Regions from separate parts of the Mus musculus genome. Here all the other regions are linked to region 1. The links are chromatin contacts, called in public promoter capture Hi-C maps. All regions are on one chromosome and are shown on one strand. Each heading gives the region's core, a stretch centred on a gene start, on an enhancer-like site or on the middle of the called end of the contact. The rest is flanking DNA. Distances are from core to core; before and after follow the strand shown.

Region 1 (5,541 bases), core at 1,765-4,264:
AGAGAAACAAGCAAAAGGTCATAAAGTTCACATTTGTAAACAGTCTTTAGAAGGGTTAGAATGGTAAGGGTTAGTTAGAAAAGCTGAGGCAAGAGAATCAGGAATTCAAGGTCATCATCCACTAAATTGGAAATTTAAAGGAAGCTACATGAGACCCTGTTGCAAAAACTAAAGAATAGTAAAGGTTTCTCTCATATTATTTCTCAGTTGATTGGAAAACCCAGCTTTATAATTAATAAATTGACAGAGCTGCAAATAACTCAGAGTCGGGGCTGGGGAGGTGAAGGTGTGTCTTCTGCAGAGCCTACAGGTGGGTTGTCCTCTGACTTCACAAGCACACTGGCCATGGCTCATTCACATGTAAATGCAAGGTCATGCAAACAGATGCAAACAGACAATAAATGTTGAAAAGAACTGATAGAGAAAAAAAAAGTACAATTCAGTGGTAGAGTGCTTGCACGGTATGTTCCATTCCCAACACCAAGAGAAATTAAACTGAGACTGAGGGCTGGTGATGAAATCCTAGCATCCCAGCTGCCTGGCAGGCTAAGATAGGCACAAGTTCAAGGTCTACACAAGCTGAATTAATTAACAACTGGATAATTTAAAAAACTCTCTCAAAAACAAAACAAAACATTGGGAATATAGTTTAGTAGAGAACCTGCCTCGCATACACAGTCTCTAGTACCAAAATGATAAGAGGGTTCATACTAGAAAATCTTGTTTTTCAAGATGGGGTTTCTCTGTGTAGCTCTGGCTGTCTTGGAACTCACTCTGTAGACCAGGCTGGCCTTGAACTAAGAGGTCTACCCAGCTTTTTAAAAAACAACAACACACAAAAAAAAAACCAACTTAATTTTATGAAGATAAGTGTTTTGCCTGCATATATCTGTGCATCAGTCATATATTACAAATGTGAGCTGCCTTGTGGATGCTTCGAATTGAACCTAGGTCCTCTGAAAAGTAGTTAGTGCTCTTAAACATTGAGCCATCTCTTCAGCCCCTATATATAAATAATCTTAAAATACTAGTCTCTCAGCTGGGTAGTGGTGGCGCACACCTTTAATCCCAGCACTTGGGAGGCAGAGGCAGGAGGATTTCTGAGTTCAAGGCCAGCCTGGTCTATAGAGTGAGTTCTAGGACAGCCAGGGCCAGAGAAACCCTGCCCCCCCCCCAAAGACTCTCAATTATTTAATTTCTTTAAAGTGAACTCTCAGGTGAATGGAAAGTCTGCTTGCAAAAATATGAGATTTTAGGATTCCAAAGTTATCATGCCCCACCAAATCAAGCTTAGAATCTTCAATTTAAGAGATAATAAAATATAATAGTCAGCTTGTATACAACTCAAACTTCAAAACATAAAGGATACTTTCCTTGACCTCTGGCCACTTCAGCACCACACTGACCCAACTGGACTGATGCCATTCAGAACTGGACAAACAGGGAGTACAGTCAGAAGGCTGCCTGCATCTGCTCCTTACGTCAAATCCTACCCAAATGTGCTCACCTAGAGAAGTTCCTAAGGTTAGGAAACATCTGTTACTACTCCCACTCCCCCCTCCTAAAAAAGCAGAAAAAGAAAACCTCAAGAGCTTCAATCATGTGTACAGAGAAAGCCAGTGCTCTAGGAGTTGTGGTAAAAAGCAGTCCATGACCAGGAAACTAGTAAATGTCCAAGACACTAAGGTATATCACAAATGTACCACCATCTTAAGCAACAACTTGCTCATCTACAAATAAAGGGTAGCATATTAAAATTCTTCACGGGATAGAGTACGACAGAATAAACAAAGCTGAAAAAATTCTGGATAAATGTAATCCTGTTAAAGAACACACCCGACTTGAGGTGAGAAAATCCATTACTCTAGTTTTCTCCAAGAGCCCAGACAGGGAGCTTCAAAATCTGTCATATCCCAGAACCACTGTGTTATTTGACTCCTTGGCAGATTAATACCCGGCTTCTTCATGTACCAACTAACAAAGTACCAGTGACCAAATAGAGCCTTTAAAGGAAAGGCCATTATTATACCGTGGGCCTAACAACTTTTCTATGGGAGAGAACATTTGGTATGAATTGCCCTGTTTAACAAATTGCTGAGACAAGCAGAAAAATAACCTTCCACGATTTGAGACCACACACTGACTGACACAAAGGGCTCTAACAACAGAGAAAACCAAGATGCATCATCTGGTTCACAATATTTTACATATAAACGGTTTGTCAACAGTGAGTGAAAGCTAATTACAACCAACTTTGGAACTTCAGTGTTCTAACCGAGACTGGACTTTTTGGCTTAAGCTTTGCAACGAGGATTTTTGTTTAACCCAAGCATCACCTTCCTTAAACCTTGAAACACTGCTGGCCAATAAATTTGACAGTCTTTAGAACCGATTAAGCACCTACTGAGACATACTCCTGCACTTTCATTCCGAAGCCACCAGATTCAAGTCCCGGAAGGGAGGAAGCCAGTGTTTCCCACTCCAGGTAGGGAAAAGGTAAACACCCTCACGCATCACCCGGCCACAGGCTGCCTCCTGGGCAACCTGGGGTACTCGGCCCCTTCTCTCCCGCAGCGTCGGGGCAATTGGGGTGAGAACCCGTCTTCCTCCCCAGCCACTGCCGCGCACAAGGTGCGGACCTCGCTCACTGAGGGTCACCGGAGCTAAAGATAGCCCCGCCGCACCTGGGGAAAGCCTGAGTCCCGCGCGCCGCCGCCAGGCCTGCCCCTGCCGCCTTTCGCGTCCCGGGCCCTTCGGGGGCCGGGGTCCTTGCCGCAGCCCCTTCCAGAACCTTAGGAACTAGCTCCGGCCTGCCAGCCCTCGATGGGCCCTGCCGCCCAGGCTGCGATTTGCAAGCGGCTCGAGCCCACTGCCCGCCGCGGCCTGCACCTACCCCGCCACCCTACCGCCGCGGCTCCAGCCAGGGCGCTCGCCCACCGAGGCTCGGTTCGCCTGCTCCGCGCCCGGCTGCCCGCTCCGCCCGGGCGCTCGGAGAGCCGGGGCTGCGCCCACACTGGGCATGCCCGGGCCGCACGGGGCAGCTGGGAAGTCGGGCGGGCAGCCTGCCGGTCGCTGGGCAGGGGCGGGGCTAGCGAGGTAGGGCGGGGCCATACCGGGGGGCGTGGTCTGGGAGCCTGGGAATTGTAGTTGGCTGGACCTCAGAGTCCAGACTCATTCTGGGTATCCAGGTCCAGGATTCTAGACCTTTGTTGCCTCCTAGTCAAACCCCTTCTCACTGTTGAGCGATCGTTAACCTCCTTAATCTATCTACACATCAGTGCTGGTCTTTCTGATATCCTTTAAGAACAAATGATGAAAACAATAAAATAGGAGACACCTTGATAATTTGGAGGCTTTCTATAAAGACTAATAAACCAGGTATGGTGATGCACACCTGAAATCCCAGCCCTTGGAAAGCTGAAGAGAAGAAATGGTCCAAATTCGAGTCCAGCCTTGGCTACCTAGTAAGTACCAGCCTTGGCAGAGCTGTGTAACAACATCTTGATTCAGAAAAAAACAAAAGCAAAAAACAAAAACTCAATAGAGTAATCAGTTATCATGCACATGCAAAAAGCCCTGGCTTCAAGTCCAAGAATTATATTACACAGGGCATGATAGTACAATCTCAGCACTTGGAATTTGGAGGCAAGAGATCAGAAGTTTGAGTGATTCAGAATATAAGGCATCAACCACTTAGGTAGCATTTAGTGCGGATTGTAATGATGGAATGGCTGTGATAAAAAACAAGTAGAGATTGCTGTTTTCAACTGGCTCATTTCTAGCCTGGCTCCATAATTTCTTGTCATGAAACTGTAGGAAAAGCCACTTTTACCCTTTTCAGGTTTCTCCTTTGAATTTAAGAAACAAAACCCAGAAAGAGTCAAGTATAAGAAAAGCATACAAGTTAGCTAGTGAGTTAGTAGTGACTGACATATAAACCCTGAGAAGGGAATGAAGAAGATTGGAGATGGGTTTTCTTTTATTTTTTGGAGGGGGATGGAGGGAGGCTGGAGACAGGGCTTCACTCTATAGCTCCGGCTGTCCTGGAACTCACTCTGTAAATCAGGGTGGCCTGCCTCTGCCTCTGCCTCCCAAGTGTTGGGATTAAAGGCATGCACCACCACCCAGTTAGTTTAGTCCAGAGGAACAGAACTTAATGAATATATATGGGGTTTATTAGAATGACTTACAGGCTGTGGTCCAACTAAACCAACAATGGTTACCTGTGAATGGAAGGTCCAAGAGTTCAGCAGTTGTGCACTTCACAAGGCTGGGTGTCGAAGCTGGTCTTCAGTACACGCTGGAATCCCAAAGTAGTAGGCTCTACTGCCAGTGGAGGAATGGACTTGCCAGTGAGAGCAAGAGCAAGCAGGAAAGCGTGAGTTCCCTTCATCCATGTTCTTTATATAGGCTGCCAACAGGAGGTGTGGCTCATATTAAAAAAGAGTCTTTCCACCTCAAAAGATCTTGGTTAGGAGTCCTCGCGGCTGGGTGTGGTGGGATGTACTCACTCCTTTAGCTCCAGTACAGGGAAGGCTGAGGATTAACATTAAATTCGAAACCTGGCATGGCGCACGCCTTTAATCCCAGCACTTGGGAGGCAGAGGCAGGCAAATTTCTGAGTTCGAGGCCACCCTGGTCTACAGAGTAAGTTCCAGGACAGCCAGGGCTACACAGAGAAACCCTGTCTCAAAAAACCAAAAAGGAAAAAAAAAATTAAGTTCGAGGACACCCAGGACTAACACCCTGTCTTGAAAATAGAACTAGCTGTGAGGACCAGGCTGGCCTTGAACTTAGAGGTCCACCTGCCTCTGCCTCCTGATGCTGGGACTAAAAGAGTGTGCCACCAGTTCCCAGCCCAAATGTTTTTAAATGCCATTGTGCAAAGAATGGCAGTTGTAGAGAAGTGGTGGGTGGGGCTAAAGAGAAAAAATCGCATTTTGATAAGGTTTGGTTTGTACCCCACCTATTAACTATTTTTTAAAAATCTAGCCCAGTTAGACGTGTATACTGGACAAGTGCTTTATCACTGAGCTAAATTCCCATCCCCTTCAAATTCCTATTCAAGTTACTTTTAGAGCAGCAACTCCCTGCTTTTAAGAGGGAAAGGAAGCCGGGCGTGGTGGAGTATGCCTTTAATTCCAGCACTCGCGAGGCAGAGGCAGGCGGATTTCTGAGTTGAGGCCAGCCTGGTCTACAAAGTGAGTTCCAGGACAGCCAGGGCTATACAGAGAAACCCTGTGTCGAAAAACCAAAAAATAAAAAGAGGGAAAGGAGAGGATAATTGCCCCTCTTGGCCTGGCAGTGTAGCTCAGTGGTAGAGACCTGACTAGTCTTCCTCTGGCCCCACCTTTAAGAGAACTCCTTTCTTGCTGGTTTTGTTTCACTTTTAAGTGCTCTTAGCTCACAATTGCCCTTATAGAAAAATGGCATCATTTAGGGTGGCCTATTTGCTTACTCTCTGAACTATTCTGCCTCTTCTAGAAGACTTTGTTCCCTACTCCCAATCTCTTCTATGGCTCTTCACTTCTTTTTCTTCTT
Region 2 (5,740 bases), core at 830-3,329, 1.3 Mb before region 1:
ACCCCTTCTGCCAGTTCATCGGCTCCCACTTCTTAAAGGGGTCCCCGGGAAAAGAAATGGAGAGGATGTCCGAGATGGAGATCAGCTTGCCTTTGTAGGCTTTCAAGCCCAAGGCACAGGTGAGCAGATCCCAAGCCACTGACTCAGAGGCTCACTGCTATGCTTTCTTTCACTGCCCAGTTTTCACACGGTGAATATGGCCCTTCTTAGTGCAGACAACTGCTCACTGCTGAGCTGCTGTTACTATAGCCAGTCATTCTGTTAGGTTGTATTCCACAGTCCGTCTCCAGCCCTGGCCAACCAGGAACACAGGGCAGGATCTGCAGAGGTTCCTGATGACCGTGCCCAGCATAACGCCTAGCACAGAGGAAGGGTTTAGTACACTTTTGCTGATTGTTTTTAAAAATTAGGCATAGGAGTAAATAATGAGTGAAGGAACAAACAGGATAGTTAGAACATACTTAGTGCAGTGTCAGATTTTATGAAATATGATTGCACACATGGAAGTTTCATTATATTGGAGTAGTACTTTTGTTCTAAGGGACACGATAGAATGCTTTTTTTCTGGAAAGTGGAACTTTATAACATTAAGTATGCTTGGTTTTAAGGAGGATACATCATGTCATCAGATTAGACGGGTGAGAGCAAAGCAGAAAAATGTCCAGGCTTTAGAAGGAGTTGGCCATCTCTAGAAGATACATTGTTAAACCGACTCATTTTATTGGTATCTTCTCATTGTCCATTTCCCCCACTAGAATGTAAGGCTTAAACTTATGTCTGTTATTTTATTTCTATGTTTGTAATAAAAATCGCCCCACATCTAACTCTTAGGATGATATCTACTATTGAAAAACATTTGCTTTGTGAATGAATGATTTTGATACATATTTCTAAATTGTCTCCAAAAAGAACTCACTGGTCCTATTTCAGCCATCATCTATGTGGTGGTTTGTCTCCATGTCCTTGCCAGCCCTGAGATTTATGGACTTCTTGAAAGTTTTCTAAATGTACTCTACTGTCTCTAGCTTAAAAACAACCACAACAAAATCAATCAGAGAAAGCGCCTTTCCCTCGGGTGATATCTGTCAGAGCCATTCATCTGTCGGCTGCCAGTTTCTCCCAGTTTTCCTGCTGCATGGCAGAATTTGGGAAGTGTCTGTCCTTCCTTCTCTCCCTTTGTCTCCTGCTATCTACATGTCCTTCATTCCCATTAAGTTAGCCTCTCTCTGCTGAACCACTCTTGTCAACATTACGGGCCATCTGCATCGTACCCTTTGGATAGCAGCTGAGCTTACTCTGCTGACTACTAGAGGGCATTCTCCTGGGTTTGTCTTGTTCATTGCTTCTTTCTTTACATCGCTGTTGCTCCTTCTCTGTTCAGTCTCTAAAGGTGCTTGTTCTCCAAGCATATTCTCCATAGAAAGCCTGAGGTTATGTCCGATTTTCTTACATCTGAAATCTACATTTCCAGCTCTGACTTCTCCCTATGACTCATTTAAGCAACTTTGGACTTTATGGTAGCAGCTATATGCCCAGTTGATAATCTTACGTGTTCTTCAGGCACACAGAACTGCTTACTCTCCCCTTCACCTTGTATCACACTTTCTGGATTTTCTACTCTAGTAAATAGACATTCTTTATACTGTTTTATACCAAACCCAAGAGTTACCCTTGGCATGGCTCTGCACCTCAGACTTCATCTTCTGGCCTGTGTTAATTCCTTTGCTTCTGCTTCTAGATGGTGTCTCAAATACAATCAAATATCTTCATCGCCCACCTTGCCCTATCCATCTCTCAAGGGCCCAGTGTCTCTTGGTGCTTCTTTCTTGACCCACTTCAGTGTGATCTCCACTAGCTCTGAGTAGTTCACCAGTAGTGGAATATCCTAGTCCCCAGAAGAAGGAATAAAGCTTCTAACCCTTCTAGTGTCTAGTCTCTATGTGGATTGAGAAGACAGGGGTCATAAGGAACCTAAGATGAGGTGATCAGTTTAAAGATGCTGGGATTCTTAGCATTTAAGTTTTCTTTCTGTTTTGAATGTTTTTCAGTAAGCGGAGGCCTGGGCTTTCTCTGCAAGTCTTCCCAGCCTACTTCTGTAATTGGGCGATATGCATCCAGACCTCGGACCCTTATGGACATTGCTGTATGTTCTTGTGATTCTGTGTTCTTCTGTGAGCTCAGGTAAGAGGAGAATGATGAGGCCAGGGCTGATGCCTTTCTTCTTAATCTTTTTGCTTTATACTTATGTGAGGATGTGTGTGTGTGTGTGTGTGTGTGTGTGTGTGTGTGTGTATAATTCATTGAGCAGCATTTATTACCTGTTTACAAAAAACTGTACGGGCCTGGCATAATGGCACATCTTTAATCCCAGCACTGGGGAGGCAGAGGTAGTCGAATCTCTGTGAGTTCAAGGCCAGCCTGGTCCACCAATCAAAACCAGGACAGTCAGGACTCTTATATAGAGAAACTCTGCCTCAAAAACTGGGGGTGGGGGATGGGGAAGATGGACCTATGAATTATCAGGATTAAGAGCTACCACATATAGAGATGAAAGACTGTCTTGGTCATAGATGCAGATGAAAAGTATTTAATGTATTTTTTTCTCTGTTTTCTGAACCTTCCTCCTTGTATCTCCGGTTTACACCCGGGAACGTTCCGTTGTAGACTTGGCACCTTATTTTATTTCTGAGCCACTCTCTGCTGTCCAGAAGCTTGGTAGACCCGTGGTCCTACATTGTTCTGCTAAACCTGTTACTGCCCGAATCTCATGGTTGCATAATGGAAAACGGTTGGACAGAAACACAGAACAGATAAAGATTCATCGGGGGACTTTGACCATTCTGTCTCTTAACCCTTCCCTTTCTGGTTGCTACCAGTGCGTTGCCAACAACAGCGTTGGTGCCGTTGTGAGCGGCCCCGCAACAGTGTCCGCTGCAGGTGAGTGTAGTTTGATCTTGTTATCTGTTGTTTTTCTTGAAATCCAGGAGCTTTCTATTCTGTGCTGCATTTTTCATAATGGGAAAAACTTGGGGCACTGATGTGAGACTTGTATGCGTCCGAGTTCTTACCCTAAGCTTTCTTTGACTGCGGATAGCTGGGGAAAGATACTGGAACCTCTGTAGCCAAGCCTAGTGGCCTAATCTCTAGTCATAGTGGAGATGATTTCTATAAGTTAGCACAGGACAGTTTTCTAGTGTGGAGTCTGGGCAGTCTCTTGGAGCATCTTTTAACGCCCTTAATATCAATACAGACCAATCAGTTGGCTTTGACGCTCATTTATGTCATGCAGCCCTCCATCCTTCTTTCACATCTAATTGTTTTATTTCCCTCGATTGCCAGGGTATTGTAATTTATGTAATTTAAACCAGGCCAAGGGAGCAGGGAGAAAAAAAAAAAAAACTGACTGTAAAGAAAGGAATGTGAAGAATTGAACTTATGGAAAATCTGGAATGCGTGGTTTTTCTTAGTACGTTTGAGCCATCTGCCTCTCAAGTGGCGATGGCTGCCAGTAATGGAAAACGGCTTTGTGAGGGCACCCCTATTTACAGAACCAATCTGGACTGCCCTGGAGTAGTGAGTTTGTCATAACTGAGAAGAGTAAATGTTTTTGTAGAGCTGTGACCCATGCACAGCTCCAAGACACACACTGGAGGGTTGATTTCCTGGAGGCAGGCAGCTGGCTTCCTCGGGTGGTGAGGATAATGAAGAACCTGCTCACTCCACAGTGAACTGTTTAAACTGAGAGGAGGCAGCACCAGACCAGACCGGTGCATCCAGGTGCCGTGGGCTACTGTGCTTTACAGCAGCCTGGGTTCATTCCCCGAAGCCTGAACATCCCTGTGGATAGGAAAGGATTTGTCCGGACAGAATGGGAGTCAGTATGCTTTGCAGTTCTCTCTGGTGGCTTTGGAGCAGTTTGTTTTCCTTACAGCTCCCAGAAGGCAGTGGCTTTGAAAACCTCTGTGTCCTGACGTAGTTGTCAGTCCTCAAGCACGCCTTCTGCTCCAGCGGCTTTCTCATATGGAAAAACAAGAAATGTTATTTCTGGCTGTGGGGGTACACACCTGTAATCCTAGCAGCGGGAGGCTGAGTTAGGAGGATCACAAGTTCGAGGCTAGCTTCAGCCACATGATACTGTATAATGAAACCTGCCCACAAACAAACAAACAAACCAAAACCAGAAAACCAGAAAGATCCTGCCGTCCTCAGGACTGGGATCGGCTGGCACAAACGGCCATTTCACGTTTCCAATTTTTACGCTTCCTTTGAATTGTCTTGTATTCATTTGTTTACTTGTTCATTTCAGCCCTGGGTGATTTCGATTCATCAACAATGCACGTTATTACTGCAGAAGAGAAAAACACAGGCTTCATTGGCTGCAGGGTACCAGAGAGTAACCCCAAAGCTGAGGTGCGCTATAAGATCCGGGGAAAGTGGCTGAAGCATTCCACAGGTGAGTCCTGTTTGGGGTGTGCTCTCAGAGGAGGAAGCTGAGACAGCTGGTTACATTAGACTGTTACATTAGTACAGGTTACTCCCAGGACTCGCCCCATAATCTCCCAGTGCCTTATTTAAATACCACTTCTTTGAGAAAATGTCCCTCAGGGGCGTGTATAAATAGGATGATCTGTCACTTTCTTCCCTTCATTTGGTAAAGTGTATCACACCTGGTGTGTGCCGTACATGTTTTTGTTTGTTAGGCTGTTAGACACCCCTTTATCTGCCACCTCATCCTCCATACTGGAATGTTAAGTGCATTTATGCAGGGCCTTTGTCTGCTCTCTGCATTGCCATGCCATGACTGGCTGAGGACAGCTACTCCTCGTGTATTTATCGAGAAACATGTTGAGTAGCCAGTGGCTGAACACTGTGTGGCTCTAGGTTGTGATGTGTCCACATGGATTTGTGCTCATCGTGTCTTGGTTTTGGACTTTCTGGCTCTGTGACTGTCTGCTAACGGGTTTTGAATTGGGGTGTTGCTATGTGAGGATTGCTGGGCTTGTCTTTTCTTTCTCCTTTGTAACAAAGCTGCTTTGGCTGTGAAGTTACTGCTAGTCTTCTGTGTAAAGCTCAACAGTGGCTGTTAGTTCCAGCTGAGTTGTGGGGTCTGTAGGAAGGAAGAGCCTGGAGCTCTGCAGGTGAGGATGACCTTGGCCCTCTGACAGGCCTTCCTCTGCCTCTCACGTGCTGGGATTATAGACGTGTGCCTCCGCGTCTGATATCATGTGGTGGATGCTGGTGCTGAACTCGGGGCTTTGTGCTAGACAAGATTCTCCCAGTCGAATTGCATCCCCAGGCCCTGACTACATCCTTCTACCTTCCCCAGGGAACTACATAATCCTTCCCTCAGGAAACCTTCAGGTTCTGAATGTGTCCTCTAAGGATAAGGGATCCTACAAATGTGCTGCCTATAACCCTGTCACCAGTGAACTGAAGGTTGAGCCCACTGGCCGGAAGCTCCTTGTGAGTCGTAAGTATTTGCCAGGATGCTGGTGGCTTGGGAAGGAAGAGTCCCCACAGGCCTACCTCAGGCAGCATTGGCAAAGGAAAGCTCAGCACGGTTTTCAGTCCTGGTTTTATTTATTTATTTATTTTAACGTTAAATTTATTATTTTTCTTGATGCATGGGTATTTATTTGCCTGCATGTATGTTAATGCACAAGGTACATACCTGGGGCCCATAAAGGCCAGAAGAAGCACTCATATTCCCTGGAAGTAGACATACAGATGGTTGTAAGCT
Region 3 (5,805 bases), core at 14-2,513, 1.6 Mb before region 1:
CTCACCGTGTGGTCCTGCTCCACCACCAGCACCCGAATGGCACCTCTTCTACTCTCCAGCTTCTTCAGCCAAAAGGCCACAGACAGACCAAGAATCCCACCTCCTATGATGACCACATCCGCCTGTTCTGGGGGCAGGTGGCTGGTGTCATACAGCACTTCATATTTCTTTCCAGGCAGGATGGAATCAACCTTCTTCTTAAAGTCAGACACCTTTGCATCCCAGTCTGCAGGACATAGTTACAGTTAGATGACTTATGTTCTTTTCTGCGTGGTTGGGGGTTGGAGGATGGGTACAGGAAAAGGGGGGCTGAAATAGGCATTTGGATTGCCACACCTCCAATGTCATCCTTTCTCATAAGATCAACTCATATGCAGCAGTATTGTTAGAACTTTGTTGTTTGGTCTTTGTCCCACCAGGCCCCAATATCATGGATCTCTAACACTGGAAGATTCAACTTCCTGAAATTACTTTCTGTTTCCCCATCAAGCGAGATGTGACTCACATTATTTAGCTCTTGCAGATCTCTCTCCCTCCTGAACCCCATTCTCAGATATGCCAGGCCCAGGGAACGAGTCCCTAGTATACTTCATACTGCACAGCCTTCTAAAGCCGGGCACCTTTGTAATGGTTTCTTATCCTTATCCATCATCGCCAGCAAGCTTCCATTTATATGGCATTGTCCACTGGGAAGTGCCTCCTTGAGAGCCATACACTTGCCTCGGCTCTTTGACCTTTAGTAGGCAAGCCTACCCCTTCCCCCAGCTAACTCGCTGTCCCGCCCGCACGAGGCAGGGGGTCGAACCTTGAAGGTCACATCTATGGAGGGTTTGGGCTCCCCAGAACCACTGCTGCCCTCAGCTTTACCCAGAGTAAAGCCTCCTTTGCGTGTGCGTAGCCCCCGGTATGGGAGGCCCGGGCCCAAGCCAAGACGCAGCGCTCTGCGAAACATGGCCTTAGAGCCCGGCTTCTTTCAGCTTGAGGTGGGTTCCCCTCAAGCCGACTCTGTCCTTCCTGTCATCGGTCCGCGCCACGGGGAATAGACACGAACGCGCCGATTAGCCGGCAGTGCTCTTCAGGCTCCACCCCTCCACGCTATAGGGGAGCTATCGCCTCTGGAGTCCCGCCCCTGTGTGCTATTGGTCAGGCTTGAGTCTACGTCATCTCGCGCGCCCTGAGCGGGAAAGGGGCGGGACCACGGAGGCTCGTAGCGGAAGTGCGGCTGAACCGGTTTCCGGGGGCTGCTGGTGTGACGTGTCCCGCGCTTGGCGCAGCAGGAAGCGGCGGCGGCGGACGCGGCCCGAGTTCCCGGCCCCGGTCTCGGCCTCAAGTCTTCTCCCGCTTCCGTCATGCTTGACTTCTTCACCATCTTCTCGAAGGGCGGGCTTGTGCTCTGGTGTTTCCAGGGCGTGAGCGACTCGTGCACCGGGCCCGTCAACGCGTTGATTCGTTCCGTACTGCTGCAGGTACCACCCCCGCGGGGCAGAACTCCGGGCTGTCGTCCCTCAGACCCAGACTGTGGTCCCCTTTCCAGTAGTCACTCCGCACTTTCCGTTCTGATCTCCTCAAACTGGTCGGTTACCGGCCACCCAGGATCGACTTCCTTGCCTGGATCACAGTATCCCGAAACTTTGCGACGCCCCCCACTCCTCCCGTTTCCGGGGCTCTAGCCACGTTCTGGCGTCCTAATGGACTCGAACTCCCTCTCCACTCATCCGAGCAGCGTGGTTTTCTGCTGTTTTGACGTTGGGTGAAACTGTGGATGCGAGAACACCTTTCAGGAACAGTAGATGGTTCACAGCTGCTAGAAGATCTGATTGTTTATATATGACTGTTTACTTCCTGGCTCCCACGTGTCCTGTCTCCTGTCCCAGCTTTACCCCTTGTCCTTACCTGGTGTCTGTCTGTCTGTCTTTTTTTCTCACGGGGTGCTAGAAATGTCCCAGAACTCCCTTGTTGAGGGCAGGATTATATCTGGTTATTTCCCAAACGTAGTCCAAAGTCTGGTTTTGCTGTGGATGTAGCCTGACTGCTGAAACGCTCTTTTTCCAGGAACGGGGCGGTAACAACTCTTTCACTCATGAGGCTCTCACACTCAAGTATAAACTGGACAACCAGTTTGAGCTGGTGTTTGTGGTAAGTGGGGGTATGTTAGAAAGACAAGTTATGTTCTCAACAGCATCCCCACTGATGAACCTAATTAATTGTGGGTATTGTGTATGTGATAAAGTGATAGAAAAAAGTTAGGAATGTGGAGGGGAGAAAGCAAGCGACTTCTGGGTAAGATTGTAAGCTTGGCTCTCCCGGGGCAGGAAACCTATCTCTGGAGGCTTGGGTTGAGTTGGCTTCCTTCCATTCTGGGCTGGCATGTAAGGAGATCTATTGGCTCCGTCTCCTTCCATAAACAGGTTGGCTTTCAGAAGATCCTCACGCTGACCTATGTAGACAAGTTGATAGATGATGTGCACCGACTGTTCCGGGATAAGTATCGCACAGAGATCCAACAACAGAGTGCTTTAAGTCTATTGAATGGCACATTTGATTTCCAAAATGACTTCCTGCGGCTCCTTCGGTGAGAGGCTTTCCTCCGTTCAAAGGGAAAATTTTCATGATTTAAGAGTGCCTGCCTGTCGGTGGCGCATCAATATTTACATGGGTTCAAACCAGTCACATTTTGTAGCTTGTTTCTTATAGTCCTTTTGATATGTGGGATCTTTTTCTTAAGTCAGAGTTGTCCTCTTGTATGGGTAGAAAGACCAACTAGTCTCTTTTCTCTTTAGTGAAGCAGAGGAGAGCAGTAAGATCCGTGCTCCCACTACCATGAAGAAATTTGAAGATTCTGAAAAAGCTAAGAAACCTGTGAGGTCCATGATTGAAACACGGGGGGAAAAGACCAAGGAAAAAGCAAAAAACAACAAAAAAAGGGGGGCCAAAAAGGAAGGTGTGTTTGAGTTTCCTGACCCTGCTAGGGCATACAAGATGTTAGCATAGTATTATAAAACTCTGTGGTACTCTTTGACATTGCTAGCCTCCTTTAACTTAATGCTCACCACCCTATCACTCCCTTGAGGCATTGTAGTCTCCAAGGTGTTTGGTCCAAGTTGCTCTTTAGGATTTGGAAGAACTGTAGTTATTACCTGGGTGGTTGGGATTTATGTTTCTTTTCCTCCAGTGAGGTTTCTTTTAACAGGTTCTGATGGCACTTTGGCTACTAGCAAAACAGCCCCTGCAGAAAAGTCAGGTCTCTCAGCGGGACCTGAGAATGGAGAACTTTCCAAAGAGGAGCTGATCCGTAGGAAGAGAGAGGAGTTCATTCAGAAGCATGGCAAGGGTCTGGACAAATCCAGGTCAGCACTGTTACCCTGTCTCTGGTGACTGTTACCCAGCTGTGCTGGGGCCAGGGGACTCTCCTCTCATGTTCCTTCCTATGTCATCCTTTGCAGTAAATCTACAAAGTCAGATACTCCAAAGGAGAAGGGCAAAAAAGCACCCCGGGTGTGGGAACTAGGTGGCTGTGCTAACAAGGAAGTCTTGGATTACAGTACTCCCACCACCAATGGAACTCCAGAGGCAGCCCTTTCTGAAGATATCAACTTGGTAAGATGCATAAAGGTCAGAGTGAAGATCACCATTGGCCAGAAATTGGGAAGGAAACATCTGGAGGGTATATCTGGATTTGAGAGAGGAATGAACTATATGTGGGTTTTTCTAAGGTCTCAAATAATGTTGCCAGGGTATATCCTGGGCTCTTCCCCTCAGCTGTTAGTGTTCTTGATCACACCTCTTTTCTTTGCCTGTGTTCTCTAGATTCGAGGAACTGGGCCTGGGGGACAGCTTCAAGATCTGGATTGCAGCAGCTCAGATGATGAAGGGGCCACTCAAAATACCAAGCCTAGGTAGAAGGATTTCAGGTGGGAGGTGGTGTGGATGCAGAATTGATGACCCATACCTCCTGCCTGCTGGCCTAACGCATACTTGTGATCTTCTGTAATTGTAGTGCTACCAAGGGAACTCTGGGTGGCATGTTTGGGATGCTGAAGGGTCTGGTGGGTTCCAAGAGCTTGAGTCGAGAAGACATGGAATCTGTGCTAGACAAGATGCGTGATCATCTCATTGGTGAGTCTGGAGGACTGGCTTGACTGACGGACTATGACATAGTTCATTAGGAATAGAACCATTTTCTAAGCTGTGCTCTTGAGACCCGATCATTGTTAGCTCGGAACTCACAGCTGTCCTTCTCTTCTCAGCTAAGAATGTGGCTGCTGACATTGCTGTCCAGCTCTGTGAATCTGTTGCCAACAAATTAGAAGGGAAAGTGATGGGGACATTTAGCAGTAAGTATCTCCACAAGTCACAAAGTGCTCGTGCGTCTCAGAGGTGATGCAGTCAGACAGCTTTGGTATGTGCCTTTTGGCACACATGTTTGAGTTCCCAAACTTCTATGATAGAACAGCCTTTAGGACCTAACAGGACAGTTAATTGAGATAATAAAGTAATAGAACAGTGTGATCTGAATTCTGAGGGAAAACCTACTATGGTCTTAACTCCATTAGTTCAGAAAGATGTTGGGTATCAAGTATATTTGACTTTATGATTGAATCCATCCATCCCCCTTTTAAGCTGTGACTTCAACAGTCAAGCAAGCTCTCCAGGAATCTCTAGTACAGATCCTACAGCCACAGCGTCGTGTAGACATGCTCCGGGATATCATGGATGCCCAACGTCGCCAGCGCCCTTATGTTGTTACCTTCTGTGGTGTTAATGGAGTAGGGAAGTCTACCAATCTTGCCAAGGTCAGCTCAGTTCCACAGCCTGCTTTTCCACCCTGTGCTTTCGAATCCTGGGTCTAGGTGACAGTTTTCTTTAACTTTTTTGCAGATTTCCTTTTGGCTTTTAGAGAATGGCTTTAGTGTCCTCATTGCTGCCTGTGATACATTTCGGGCTGGGGCTGTTGAGCAGCTTCGTACACACACCCGGCGCCTGACTGCCCTCCATCCCCCCGAGAAGCATGGTGGCCGTACGATGGTGCAGTTGTTTGAAAAAGGCTATGGCAAGGACGCTGCTGGCATTGCCATGGAAGCCATTGCCTTTGGTACAGTGTGGGGACCAAGGGGGCTTGTGTCCTTGTCCTGGGAATTTGCACAGACTAAGGCTATTACTAGAGAAGTCAGGGTAAATTACTTGTGTGGGTGGTTTTGGGTAGTAATGTGTGTAAAGGAAAGCTGGTGTATCCTAACTGTAAACCTGAATGTGGTCTTTTTCCTACTTCTTTCCTTTCCCTGAATGGTTTTGGTGGTGGCCAAGAATAGGACAGGTTTTTCCTTACGTTACCTTGTAACCAAATCCAGAGTCTGGGCAAGTAAACAGGATAGGCTTTTCAAATAACCCACACTTGGACATCTTAGGAAGCTGGCAGTGAGCATGGGTGACAGTTGGGTGACTTTTCACATAGCAGTGTAGGAAGTCTTGAGAAGTTGGTAGTGTGAGTGAGTTACTTGCTTGGAGTTGACTGCTTTTCTCTTTCTAGCACGTAACCAAGGCTTTGATGTGGTGCTGGTAGACACTGCTGGCCGCATGCAAGACAATGCCCCTCTGATGACTGCCCTGGCCAAACTCATTACTGTCAATACACCTGACTTGGTGCTGTTTGTAGGGGAGGCCTTAGTAGGCAACGAAGCTGTGGATCAACTGGTGAGAGGGTTTGGGCCCAGTTCCCTTTAGAACTTAAACTTTGGCAAATTAGATGGGTTCTTATGTTACCTTTTCACTTTCTAGGTCAAGTTCAACAGAGCCTTGGCTGACCAT
Region 4 (5,345 bases), core at 2,419-4,918, 1.7 Mb before region 1:
AAGCATCTTGCTAGCCCTAGTAAATTGAGTCAAAAAAACAAAAAACAAAAAACAAACAAAAAAAACAAAACAAAACAAGACCAAAAAAAACCCACCTCATGTAATCCAGGCTGGCCTACAGTCTTTGAACTCCTGGTCCTCCTGCCTCCACCTCAGAAATACTAGGATTACATAGATGAACCACCATTCCCAGCCCTACGTCCCTTCTTTATTCTAAGAGTGTGCTTCAGTGGTATGGGACAGAGGGTAGACTGTGGGTACAAATGGCATCACTATAGCAGCTGTAGCACTCACCCCTGGAGGAAGAGTTGGGTCCAAAGCAGAGATATTGTGCGTTTGGGCCCAGCAGGAAAGGCTATCCTCAAGCTTCAACCGCTCTTGGGCTTCCTCACATACACTGAGCATCCCTTCAGACCCTTGCTGAGCTGCATCCTCCTCCTCCTCCTCCCTGACCCACCTCCAGCTGGTCCCAGGGCTTGACAATGGAGACAGTCACCTCTGCCTTCTGCATGGCAGCTCTGGGGATCAGGTAGGAAGAGCTGCACTTGTGGACACCACAGCCCAACATAACCGTTGGGTGGATTTCGGACCAGGCTCTGACTGAGGCTTTCATACTCCTCGGGGCCGTGTGACCACTACCTCCATCTGTATTATTCAGACATACCTCAGGACTGGAGAAGGTATGGGGGTGTTGAGGAACACTGTTCATCTCCTGCGGGGGGCGGGGGGGGGACTGAACACACAGAGATGACTTGGAGCTTCTCTGGAAAAAGCTAACAAAAAGAGGTGTAGGCTAATGACTACAGCCATGTACTAGCCATTTCCTTGTGGAAACTAAAATCTTGGGGTGAGAGGCAAGGATCTTTAGGAAGAAGGGGGATCCTAAGGGCTAGAGGAAATAGAAACAGGAAATAGGCTGAGCAGCACCAGTTCCTAGCAGGGAAGTGGTTGAATCGGTAACTCAACACTGGGTAGTGGAGCAGGTAGTGTGAGCCTCGCTTGTCCTGCCCTGTGATGTCCAAATCTATCTCCTAATGGCTGCAGCTCCACCTTGTTCAAAATCTCTAGGTTCAGCCTCCAGACCTTCTTAGGGCCCCATGCTCCCTCTCTAAGCCTGTGGTCTTGAACCTGACAGCTCTCAATTGCTGTATTAATACAATGAATATAATTGTCTTGTATTATCTGTCGCGGTGTCCTCCCTCCAACGTGGTGTAAACCTTGAACCAGGACAACAAGGGTTCTTACTTCCTTGGGCAGCCTTGGGGCAGGTACTCTGAGGAGAGAACAGAGGCCTGGTGTAGCCTGCAGAGCCAGGGCAGATGCCAGTCCAGTGGAGTAACTGCAGACTGGCCAGGCCTCAAGATGGAGCTAAGAAGTGGGACTGACCTCTGTTCCTCCAGACCCAGGGAAAAAAGGAGGTCCTTCCCAGGATTTCTGATGATTCCAGAAAGGGACTGATTCTTAGTTTTACCCAGAAAACAAAATCCTATGACACTAAAACAACTGACAGGGTAGAGGGGCCAGGGTGCTTTTGTGGGTGAGTCACTGGTTCAGGGCAGGGAGCAAGAGAGGGAACAGAAGAGAGCCTAGAAGGCACTGGGGGCTTCCTCACCCTGAGCCTCCTAGTGGAATGGGGGCTTCCTCTCTCTGAGCAGCAACCCACTCTTAAGCTAAATAGTCCCTTCTGTTTAAAGCCTAAGCAGGCAACTCTAAAAGAAAAAGTGTATCAGTGTCTTGCCTGTGTGTATTGTACTTATGTGCACCACGTGCATGCCTGAGCCTGTGGCAACCAGAAGAGGGGGTCAGATCCCCTGGAACTGGAATTAGTCACTATATGGGTACTTGGGAATTGAGCCTGAGTCCCCTGTAAAACCACTCAGTGCTCTTAACCATCTTAGATAGCAAGGTAGTGCTCTATCTTGGAGAGATATAATCCCAGAATAACCTTGGAGAATAACTCCAGAAGGGGCTTATTAAGACAGGGTCTCATGTAGCTCAGGTTGGCCTCAAACTCCACATAGAACAGAAGATGACCTGGATGATCTACAGTCAAAATGCTGGCATAACATTTCCAGAGTGCTGGGATTATAAATAGGTACCACCACAATATGTTTAGGCAATGTTAAGAGATCAAGTTTAAAGAGTTTATGACAGGTAAACACTTTACCAACTGCATTCCTTGTGTCGTTGTCCGTCCTCCCCCCCCCCCGCCGCCCCCCCCCCCAGTACTGGGATTGTAGGCAGCTCCGTCTGTCACTGAACCACACCCCCAGTCCCTAATTTACTTTTATGACTTCTGCCTGCATACCTCTCTTTATCTCCATCATCACCTTGAAATCTTTGGGGACTGGCCCAACTCCTGGCTTGCTGTAGTGGGGCTGGGGGATCGGATGTGTTGAGGAGGGTGAAATGAGTGGGAGGTGAGGCCCAGGGTTCAGTAAGCAGCCAAAGATGCCTTCCCCTATGCAACAGGACAGGCCATAGGGGATGCTCAGAGTAGGGCAGAGGCAGAATAAGTTTGAGGAAGCCGAGCGGTGTCAGTTTTCTCAAAGGATGTTTGCAGACCAACTCCCAACAGAACAAAACATGTCCAGTTATTTCTGAGGCCCTAAGTGACTGGCACCTCCTAGGTAGCACTCTAGGGGTGCCTGGGAAAGTAAGGTTATGGATGGTGTTTCACTAGCAAACTCACAACATTCCCTCTGTACCCCTGATACTTACACATATCAATTCGTTTACAACCCCCTGGGTAGAGAGGCCTGGAGGGGCCAAGTGGGATCTGTAGCACTGACCCTGCCCTGTGGTATTGGTGTGTGCCCCTTGTGAGAGACAACTATCACTGTGGTACTATTCAAACCCAGACTAGCCTTTTAAGCCTGACCGGGGGGAGGGGGGGGGGAGGATCTAGCCTAGAGGACAGAGAACAGAGTAGATCAGACTCATAAACCAGAAAGTCTACCCCTCGGTCTGGGAGGAATGGCAGTGGTACAAGACACGTTGGCATCTCGGGGCTGCCCATAGGTCTCAGCCAGCAAGGGTCTCAGAGAGGCACCTAGAACAGACATAGACAAGGGTTCTGCCCCAGCTCTAGGTTAACTTCTCAGTCTTATCCTAGGCCTTCTCACTGCCCATTACCCAGGCAACTTTGAAGCACAGTTGGCCCAAAGACCCCCCCTAATCCCTGGACACAGCCACCCTGCAATTTGGCAAGCCCACCTTTGGGCTTTGCCTCAGCGACCTTGCAACTCCAGCACACAGGCAGACCCTGCAAAACTTGTCACCTCTAGCAAAGCCAGCCCACACGTCCTGACTTCGGAGGATGCTAGAGGTGATAGTCACCCATTCAGCTAGGACGCAAGAGCGACAGGGTTGGGGGTTAGAAACTTTCCGGAGGATTGTCCTGCTCACTCACTCCTAGAGAGCGAGACAAGTCAGGCTTCCCGCGAAAATCTAGTCCAAGCAAGGGACCCAGCTCCCCAGGGCTGTGGCCACCCTACACCAACCCCGTGCAGCGTGGCGTCCACGTGCGGGGCCCCCCGACCACCTCTCCGAGCCGTGGCGGGAGGCTGCAGCCTCGCAGCCCCGTCACTCCCCGCCCTCCGCCGCGGGGCCCCAGAGCCCGGCTGCCGCGTACTCACCCTCGCGGGTGGAGCGGGGCGGGGCGAGGTAAATCCGCGCGCAGCTCCGATCCGTTAGGCGCCCCGACTGGCGGGGCAGCACTGGCGCAGTGGCTCCGCTCGGCCCGGTCCCTGTCCCGGGAGCGGGGCCGGCCTGGGAGCGGGCAAGTCCGCCTGAAGGGGAGGCGGGGGCCAGGGCTTGGGCGGGGGGCGGGGGGCGGGGAAGGGGCCGGACACGCTTGCGCACACGGTCGGGAAGCCGACAGCCGCGAACGCCGCGCTGGAGGGAGGGCGCACCGAGAGAGGGAGGGCGCGGAGAAAGGAGGGAGCTAAGAAGGGAGGGAGGGCATCGAGGAGGGAGGGCGCGCCGAAGGAGGGAGGACGCAGAGAAAGGAGGGAGTAAGGAGGGAGGGAGGGCGCAGAGGAAGGAGGGCGAGGGTGTGAGGCCGCGGGGAGACTGGGGTTGGCCTGGAGGCCTCCCTGGCCTGGAGAGAGACGGCCGGGGTGCGGGAGGCTGGATCGGGTGAGGGCAAACCCAGGGCAAGCGCTGCCTGTGAATGGCTCCAAGATGAGTATGCCCAACGTTGCCTCTAGCACTGATCCCACGCTCTCCTGGAAACAATAACCAAGAAAGGCTTCTTTGCTGTCCCCGCGCGGTTAAAAAAAAAAAAAGTATCCTTTTCTCTCTACAGAAACTCAAGAACAGGAATAGAAGTCCATCCTTCCAATATCCTCCCATGCCCTCATGGCAGTCAGGTGACCTAAATTGACGAGCCTTTTCTCTGCCCCAGGCCGGCCTATGCGCCCCAAACTGCTCCCTTAGCTCTTCCTCCTTTGCATACCCTCTCTTAGCCTTGGATAACTTCTCAGTTTCCGTTCTTGCTGAAGGCGCCAGGCATCCTGTCTCCAGAGGAAACCCCTTCAAGCCTTTAACCCTGATGCCGTGGGCTCTAGAATTGCCTGGACTGCAAACAGTGCAGAAACCACCCTGCAGGACTGTCCATTTCAGGAGTCAGCACAGTGTTACCCAGTTCCTAGCTTGAGCACCCTGGGGCTACAAGGAAAGTATTAGATCCAGTCCCCCTTCCCCCGGAAGCTTGCTATCTAGTTGCAGAGAAGGGGTGGCGGGTGTTGTGCTGGACTCCCATCAAGAAACAGGCGGCACAGGATGTGACTAAGTGTAAGTAAGATGTGAATAACTGACAGTAAGTGCCCAGGGTTTTAACGGAGTTTAAAGTCATCGTCAGGGGAAGCTGGAGGTCTCATGTGTTGGGACTCTCCAATTCACAACAAAACGAAGAGGTGGCCTCCAGCTTCTTCCATTCCGGCTGTTTCCATCTGAATTATACCTTGCATAGGTGGAAGCTCTTTGGCAGCTCACCAAAACCTAGTTTTATTTGAATGGTACCTTTGGCCTGACAGTCACCTAGTCACTCAACAAATATTTATTACATTTCATGTCCTGGTCTGGAGCTAAGCTGGGAATAGACAATACAATGACTATGTCTCTGTGTTTGGCAAGGGAAAAAGAAGAAGGCAAAAGAAAAACTGCTCGGGGAGAAAGAACAACTGAAATATGTCTGGCAAGTTGATTCAAGAAACAGTTGCCCGGCCTCCAAACCTGGATAAGTCTTCACCAAACTAGGTACAAAGACAAGTTCTTGCTAAAGGTAAAAATCCTTCTACCATAAAATTGAGCTTAAGAATCAGCTTTTTTTTTCTTCTTTC
Region 5 (5,679 bases), core at 2,409-4,908, 1.5 Mb before region 1:
TCTGCCTTCCAAGTTCTGGAATTAAAGGTGTGTGCCCCTAACACCTGGCCTAGGAAGTCTTTTTTAAAATTGTGTGTGTGTGTGTGTGTGTGTGTGTGTGGCATGTGTGACACAGGAAGCACATGGACGTCAGAAGGCAACTTTATGGAGTAGGTTTTCTCCTTGCACCTTTATGGAGTTTGGGAGACCAAACACCTTCACAGGCTGAGCCACCTCAACAACGCCCACTTGGGAAACACAAATATCAACTCAGTAGAGTGGAATGGGGGTGAGATGCTAGGGAGAAACAAAATCTAGATTCATTGTGTTGGTGCTAAATACATTCAAGGTCAGTCTGAAACAAACTTCATTTGTTAAGGTCAAAAGAGAGGCTGTGAAGTGCTCTTTGATAACCTTTAAAGGTATACTTAGAGTTGTATAAAAAAGATCAAATGTTAAATGATTAAAAAAAAAAAAAAACAAAAAACCAAAACTACCTGTCAAGTTCACAGCAACTTAATGGGGGCTAGCTCAGTATCACCAAGCTCCCAGAACTACACTTTCCAGGAAATCACCACGAGTTCTTGCTAATCACTTCTCTTCATCTCCCTAAAATCATAAAACACCGTCCAAGTACTTCCTGCTCTCAGGCAAATGGAATCCCTAGTTAATCTAAAACTGGCAAATCGTTGTTTCAGGAGCACAACTTAGCATTCTGCAACTAACCAGTCTTCCAAGGTGCTTAAAGTTCCTCATTGATCAGTTATTGTCTATATTTATAAAATACTAAGGCAGCTTTTGTGCTTTTCTATAGGATAGCAAACATCTTTTAAAAGTTCTTTTTAAAAGTTATGCTTAAAATTTTTTGTTACATTTATTTATTGTATGTGTTCGTGCCTCCATGCGCTCAGTGCATACAAACACATGAGGTGAAAAAACAAGTAGAGAACAAGTCAGTTCTCCTGCGTGTGACTCAAGCTGTAGGCTTGGTGGCAAGTACCTTTACAAGTTGAACCAACAATCAGGTTCTTTATGTAGTTATGTAAATAAGCTGTGTTTGACTAGATCTGTAAAAGTGATGGCCCAGTAACAATGTTTCCTTCCTTGGGCTGAAGAAAAAAAAAAAAGTTTGGACAAGAGGTGTTTCTAATCAAAAAGACAAGATGAAATTGGTCAGGAAGTAGACAATGCCCCAAATAGCTCTGGTTGGAATTTCTCAAATGAGGAAGAGGAAAAGAATACGGGTTTGAAGGAAAGAAGGAAGTGGGTGCATGAACTGTTTTGTTTTGACACAGTCTCTCTATGTAGTCCTGGCTATCCTGGAATTTGCTATGTAGAACAGGCTTAACTCATGAAGATCCCCCTGCCTCTGTCCCTGAGGGCTGGGACTAAAGGCATGTCCTGCCACACTAGGCCCTAACTCGACTTTAAACTGTGAAATGCCATGATTCATGGGAGAAGCACTAAGGAATCCGTAACTTTTGTAATCAAATGAAGAGATAAACAGCAAACCTGAAATCTTTAAATTCTTCCTAGAAAATCTCGGACTAAGCCTTTTCCTCCCAGTGACTGTTGTCTTTATTTTCAGGCATTATAGAGTGTGCCTACAACTAAGATCACAGCTTTGTGTTGCTAACAATGACATCTGAGTTGTTTTGTTTCATTTTGTTTTTCTTTCTTTCCTGCCAAAGAAGGCCAATTCTGTAAAAACAAATGTTAATTCTTGAACAGTGCAAAAAAGGTAAAAGTATAAATATTTTTCTCGAAATTCTTCCAAACCATAAAGGTTCCATACCTAATATAGGAGTGTAATTAATGTAATGATGTGATTTTAAATCCTGATGTTCATGTCTTGGGAAAAGGGGCTTTCATGTGACTAACACGTGATCCTCAGCAGTTCAGAGACATTAGAACATGGAACTGGAGCTTATCAGAAAGGATAATTCTTTTAGAGTGGAATTTCTCAAATTTTATATAGGTGTTCTACTTGTGAATTTATTGGTGAGAGGGGACAAAGCCACTAATAGAAGAAACAGTGTTTCCCAAACTGTTCCCATGGAACTACATCCAGATCACTTATCTTATTACAGAAATACAGACAAGTCTTCCCACCATTCTCTACCTTCGTTCTTCACGTCAAAAAAAAAAAAAAAACTGACAGAAATATAACTGTTCAAAATGTTCATAAACAGACTGGGTGTGTGGGGGTGTAGTCTTTTATTCTAGCACTAGGGAAGCAGAGAAAAAGGTCCATGAATTGGAGGCTAGTCTGGTCTACAATGTGAGACCTTTAAGACAGACAGACAGACAGACAGACAGAAAGCAAACAACAACCCAACCTAACTCAGAATCACTGCAGCCACATAAAATATTTGTGAGCTTACTATATTAACAGGTTTGGGGATGAAAGAAGTCCTCCAGTAATTCACATCACACCTTGACTGTATAGCTGGTAATTCACATTTCAAGGACAGTACTTAGCAGGGGGGAAAAGACCGCGGAATGGGACGGGGCTTCATTAATGATCATCTACATTACAGCAGCCTAGTTGGTTTCCCGGATATACTTTCCTTTTTGATCTGTCCTGCTTTGTATTGCCACATTCCTCTCTACAATACCACTTGCAAGGGATTTCTCAAGAAGTTTCAAAGATCCAACTATCACATGAAGTTTAAATTCTTCAACTTCTAGTCTTCTGAGGCTATTCACCTGTTCAACTGTTTCACATGTGGTTTCCTTCTGCTAATTCATTTTGGAGGGAGAAACACCCAAGCCTAATTCAACTATTCATTCTCTAACTGAAATGCAATCTGGCTATCTTGAGGGAAGAGTCACTAGTTCTCACGACATCCCTTCAGCATCAGCTTCCCCAGCAAACGGCATGCGCATCCCAAGGTGTTTTCGAGATTACCATTCCAAAACAGCTGTTCATATTCCCAGCTGCCCTTTGGCGATAGGAGAGTCGTCGTTTGCAGTTCGGGAGTCTCTTGTAGGAAAGGGAGAGAGAGAGAGAGAGGGTTCGACGGTTTCAAGCTATGGAAGGAAAGACTAAAGGAGGCAAAGGGGGAAAAGCTCTTTACTTTCCTTGGGAAGAGTAGATAAGGGAAGAAAGAGGAGACCCCAAGAAACGAACTCTAGAGAAAGGTCAGTATAAACCCGTAGCGCTCTCGAGGTAGGACGTATGGGGCGGGGGTCCTGGATGAAGGAAAAGAACCGTCATCTTCGGGAGGACTGGCTACAAACAACGCGAAACAAAGGGGTTGGCAGTCGCAAAGCGGGAGGTTGGAATATGAGAGATCTGGGGATCTCCGGAGGACGAGCGGCAAGAAAACGAGAAAGAACACCACACGTCCCTCTGAGGACCCGCCGAGGACCTGGTTGCTAAGAGGGACCAGACAGGTGCCGGTAAAGACTGAGGAGCAGCCAGCTTCACTTCTAAGGACGCGGGGGCGGGGAAGTGTTTCTGCGTGGAGTCGTGCCCCGAAGCGAGACACGCTTGCCAGGGCAGTGCTCTCCAAGAATGGAGATCCGGGCCATGCGAAAACCGTTGGGGCACCGGCATTTCCCAGCCCTCGCCTGGCTTCCCCACACACTCACCGCGTCTGCTCCAAACGCCACCGCTCCAGCTGCAGCTACCGGCCGGCGCAGCCGCACTGAGCGCGCACCGCCCCACGTGACCCGTAGGCTACCTGCCCACGTGATCAGCAGGGCCCACCCCCCCCCCCTTCCTCCTCTCCGCGCTGTCCGGCCCCGCCCTCGCCAAGATGGCCGCGCCCTGCTTGCGTACGCCTGGTGTCCAGCTTTTGAGTATGAGTTCGCGTCCCGGGAGATTGTTCACTCCCGGCTCCTGGTCGTTTTGTTCCAGCGCTACTTCCTCTAGGCCCCTGAATGCTCAGAGATTGGCAGAGAAGCTCCGAGCCCAGAAACAAGAGCAAAAGGCAAAGGAAGTGCGGGTGAGTCTAGAGAGACTCAACTTCCGAGAAGCGATGCTCTCACGGCTTTCTTAGGTGTGGGGTGTGGTAGGCAGGTCCTGTAACAGCAAGTACATCAATGTTGAGAATATTCTGTGTGGTAGTCGGAATACCGCACTTTTGCTACTGCCAGACCCACCGCGTGGGTATGCAGATAAGACAGATGGCTATGTATGGTCCCAAAGGAAACATGAGTCAAATTATACAGTACAGTCATTCCACGGATTTCCACCTAAATCGCACTTAAGGCCATTCCCAGCGCTTCACTCCTTCATTAAGCTTTTTCCACCTTTCTCTTTCCTTAGGTGCCTACAAACCCCGTTCAGCGGAGAGTGCAGGAACTAGTGCGATTCACACAGCAGCTGCAGCGAGTTCACCCCAATGTGCTTGCTAAGGAACTGAGCCGAAGGATTCTCCACCAGGACAACGACCTCGTGGTCATTAATAAACCCTATGGTCTCCCTGTCCATGGTAAGAGCCATGTGGGCTAAGGAGAGAAACCTGCTGCTGCTTCCTCTTCCATCTAGGGTCACCCCTGAAGCTTTATTCATGAGACACTCTTGAATTCAAGTTAATTAAACCTTATTATCCCATGTATGTGACTACTGGTAACAAACCAGTGTCTAGTCCCCACTTGCAGATACCTGACAGTGAGCTGTATGCAGCCTCCCACAGGAATTATTGCAGAGAGATACAGAAGCTCAGTTCTGCACTGTGGGCTGTGTACAGCCACCCACAAGAATCGATGCGGAGAAATACAAAAAGTTACTTGCTAACTGTTATTTTCCATCAAAGTGGTTAAAACAAAACAACAACGAAAAAGGAGTTGGGAGCCAGTGTGCGACTGCCGCCCCAGGTCTAGGGGAGGATCCGGTGTTCATGTTCAGATCAGTCTCAGCAGCAGCAAAACTTCATTTCAAAATGAGAGAGGTAGAGAGACAAGGCTGGGAAGAGGAAATAATACACACGGTTGCGGTACACAGTAACCCCAGAGGGACTGGAACTTAATAGATGTCCTGATGCTGCTGAGTGTTCTGATGGGGGACGGCTGAAGTGAGTCAGAATTGAAAGGGAAAAAAAAAAAAAAAAAAAAAAAACATTTGTCAAAGGTCTGCAGGAGGAAAGTAAATATTTTAGCAAAAAAAAAAATATTTTAGTTGGAATAAATCACTCCTTTGGTGGCAGTTCCTCTAGGTTTCGTAACGAGTTCTTGCCTTACTATTTATTCTCTGCTTAAGTTTCTAGTTGTTGAGGATAATTTGTTTCGGGTATTTATATTTTATAGATAACAAAGCTGGAAAGGTCAGATGGTGAATACAAATAGTAAAATCCAGGGATGTCTGATCTTAGCCCATCATCTTTTTTGTTTGTTTGTTTTGTTTTGAGAAGGGGCTTTGTATAGCCCTGTCTGTCCTGTAACTAACTCTGTAGGCTTTGAGCTCATAAAGATCTCACTGCCTCTGCCTTAGGAGTGCTAGGATCAAAGGCATGCACCGCCATCACTCAGCTAGAGCTCATCTTCTTAGCCTCTCTTCTAGGGAATGCTTCAGTGAAGCCTCTCAGGCCCACAGACTCTGAAGAGAAAGTCACAGTGTTTCCCAGACTTATTACTTGAGAGCCCTTGGGGTGCTTGTTAAAATACAAGTTCTGAGTTTATAGTCTGGAAATGGTTGGCCTGCATTTCATTTTATAGCTAAGATCTCTGGGCCTATTAATATTAGTAATCCTC

The links. Promoter capture Hi-C pulls out the DNA fragments that hold promoters and counts their contacts.
Region 2: a promoter capture Hi-C map of stem cell-derived epiblast-like cells shows a contact between it and region 1, with 3 times the contacts expected there. The contact joins the promoter of Cdon here to the promoter of Ei24 in region 1. A contact is called at or near these places in 2 of 39 promoter capture datasets (the 3T3-L1 cell line and stem cell-derived epiblast-like cells).
Region 3: a contact with region 1 is called in a promoter capture Hi-C map of pre-B cells. The contact joins the promoter of Srpr here to the promoter of Ei24 in region 1. A contact is called at or near these places in 13 of 39 promoter capture datasets (the 3T3-L1 cell line, the HPC-7 cell line, cranial neural crest and 8 more) and 5 of 115 datasets of contacts at active chromatin or transcription factors (astrocytes, embryonic stem cells, large pre-B cells and 2 more).
Region 4: a promoter capture Hi-C map of liver shows a contact between it and region 1, with 5 times the contacts expected there. The contact joins the promoter of 4930581F22Rik here to the promoter of Ei24 in region 1. A contact is called at or near these places in 4 of 39 promoter capture datasets (the HPC-7 cell line, cranial neural crest and liver) and 1 of 115 datasets of contacts at active chromatin or transcription factors (stem cell-derived neural progenitor cells).
Region 5: a contact with region 1 is called in a promoter capture Hi-C map of hematopoietic stem and progenitor cells. The contact joins the promoter of Fam118b here to the promoter of Ei24 in region 1. A contact is called at or near these places in 14 of 39 promoter capture datasets (3T3-L1-derived adipocytes, the C10 cell line, the HPC-7 cell line and 9 more), 4 of 115 datasets of contacts at active chromatin or transcription factors (embryonic stem cells, extraembryonic endoderm stem cells and microglia) and 1 of 9 other capture datasets (liver).

Annotation. Positions count from the first base shown.
Region 1 is chr9:36,794,320-36,799,860 of GRCm38.p6, forward strand. It overlaps Ei24 (etoposide induced 2.4 mRNA), which reads right to left and starts at 3,015. Exons shown (of 11, transcript NM_001199494.2): 1 at 2,894-3,015.
Region 2 is chr9:35,449,997-35,455,736 of GRCm38.p6, forward strand. It overlaps Cdon (cell adhesion molecule-related/down-regulated by oncogenes), which reads left to right and starts at 2,080. Exons shown (of 19, transcript NM_021339.2): 1 at 2,080-2,181; 2 at 2,665-2,937; 3 at 4,307-4,453; 4 at 5,327-5,470. The coding sequence starts at 2,109.
Region 3 is chr9:35,209,940-35,215,744 of GRCm38.p6, forward strand. It overlaps Srpr (signal recognition particle receptor ('docking protein')), which reads left to right and starts at 1,264. Exons shown (of 14, transcript NM_026130.1): 1 at 1,264-1,466; 2 at 2,053-2,136; 3 at 2,409-2,572; 4 at 2,781-2,941; 5 at 3,191-3,347; 6 at 3,444-3,597; 7 at 3,808-3,896; 8 at 3,998-4,116; 9 at 4,248-4,334; 10 at 4,621-4,793; 11 at 4,879-5,092; 12 at 5,528-5,691; 13 at 5,776-5,805. The coding sequence starts at 1,350. It overlaps Foxred1 (FAD-dependent oxidoreductase domain containing 1), which reads right to left and starts at 1,116. Exons shown (of 11, transcript NM_001291448.1): 1 at 868-1,116; 2 at 6-226. The coding sequence starts at 952.
Region 4 is chr9:35,113,060-35,118,404 of GRCm38.p6, forward strand. It overlaps 4930581F22Rik (RIKEN cDNA 4930581F22 gene), which reads left to right and starts at 3,669. Exons shown (of 6, transcript NR_029475.1): 1 at 3,669-3,781; 2 at 4,310-5,287. It overlaps St3gal4 (ST3 beta-galactoside alpha-2,3-sialyltransferase 4), which reads right to left and starts at 3,805. Exons shown (of 11, transcript NM_009178.4): 1 at 3,639-3,805. LOC115487216 (a long non-coding RNA gene) reads right to left here. Exons shown (of 3, transcript XR_003948311.1): 3 at 4,141-4,229.
Region 5 is chr9:35,264,147-35,269,825 of GRCm38.p6, forward strand. Fam118b (family with sequence similarity 118, member B) reads right to left here and starts at 3,659. Exons shown (of 8, transcript NM_194257.2): 1 at 3,577-3,659. It overlaps Rpusd4 (RNA pseudouridylate synthase domain containing 4), which reads left to right and starts at 3,735. Exons shown (of 7, transcript NM_028040.2): 1 at 3,735-3,932; 2 at 4,256-4,421. The coding sequence starts at 3,744.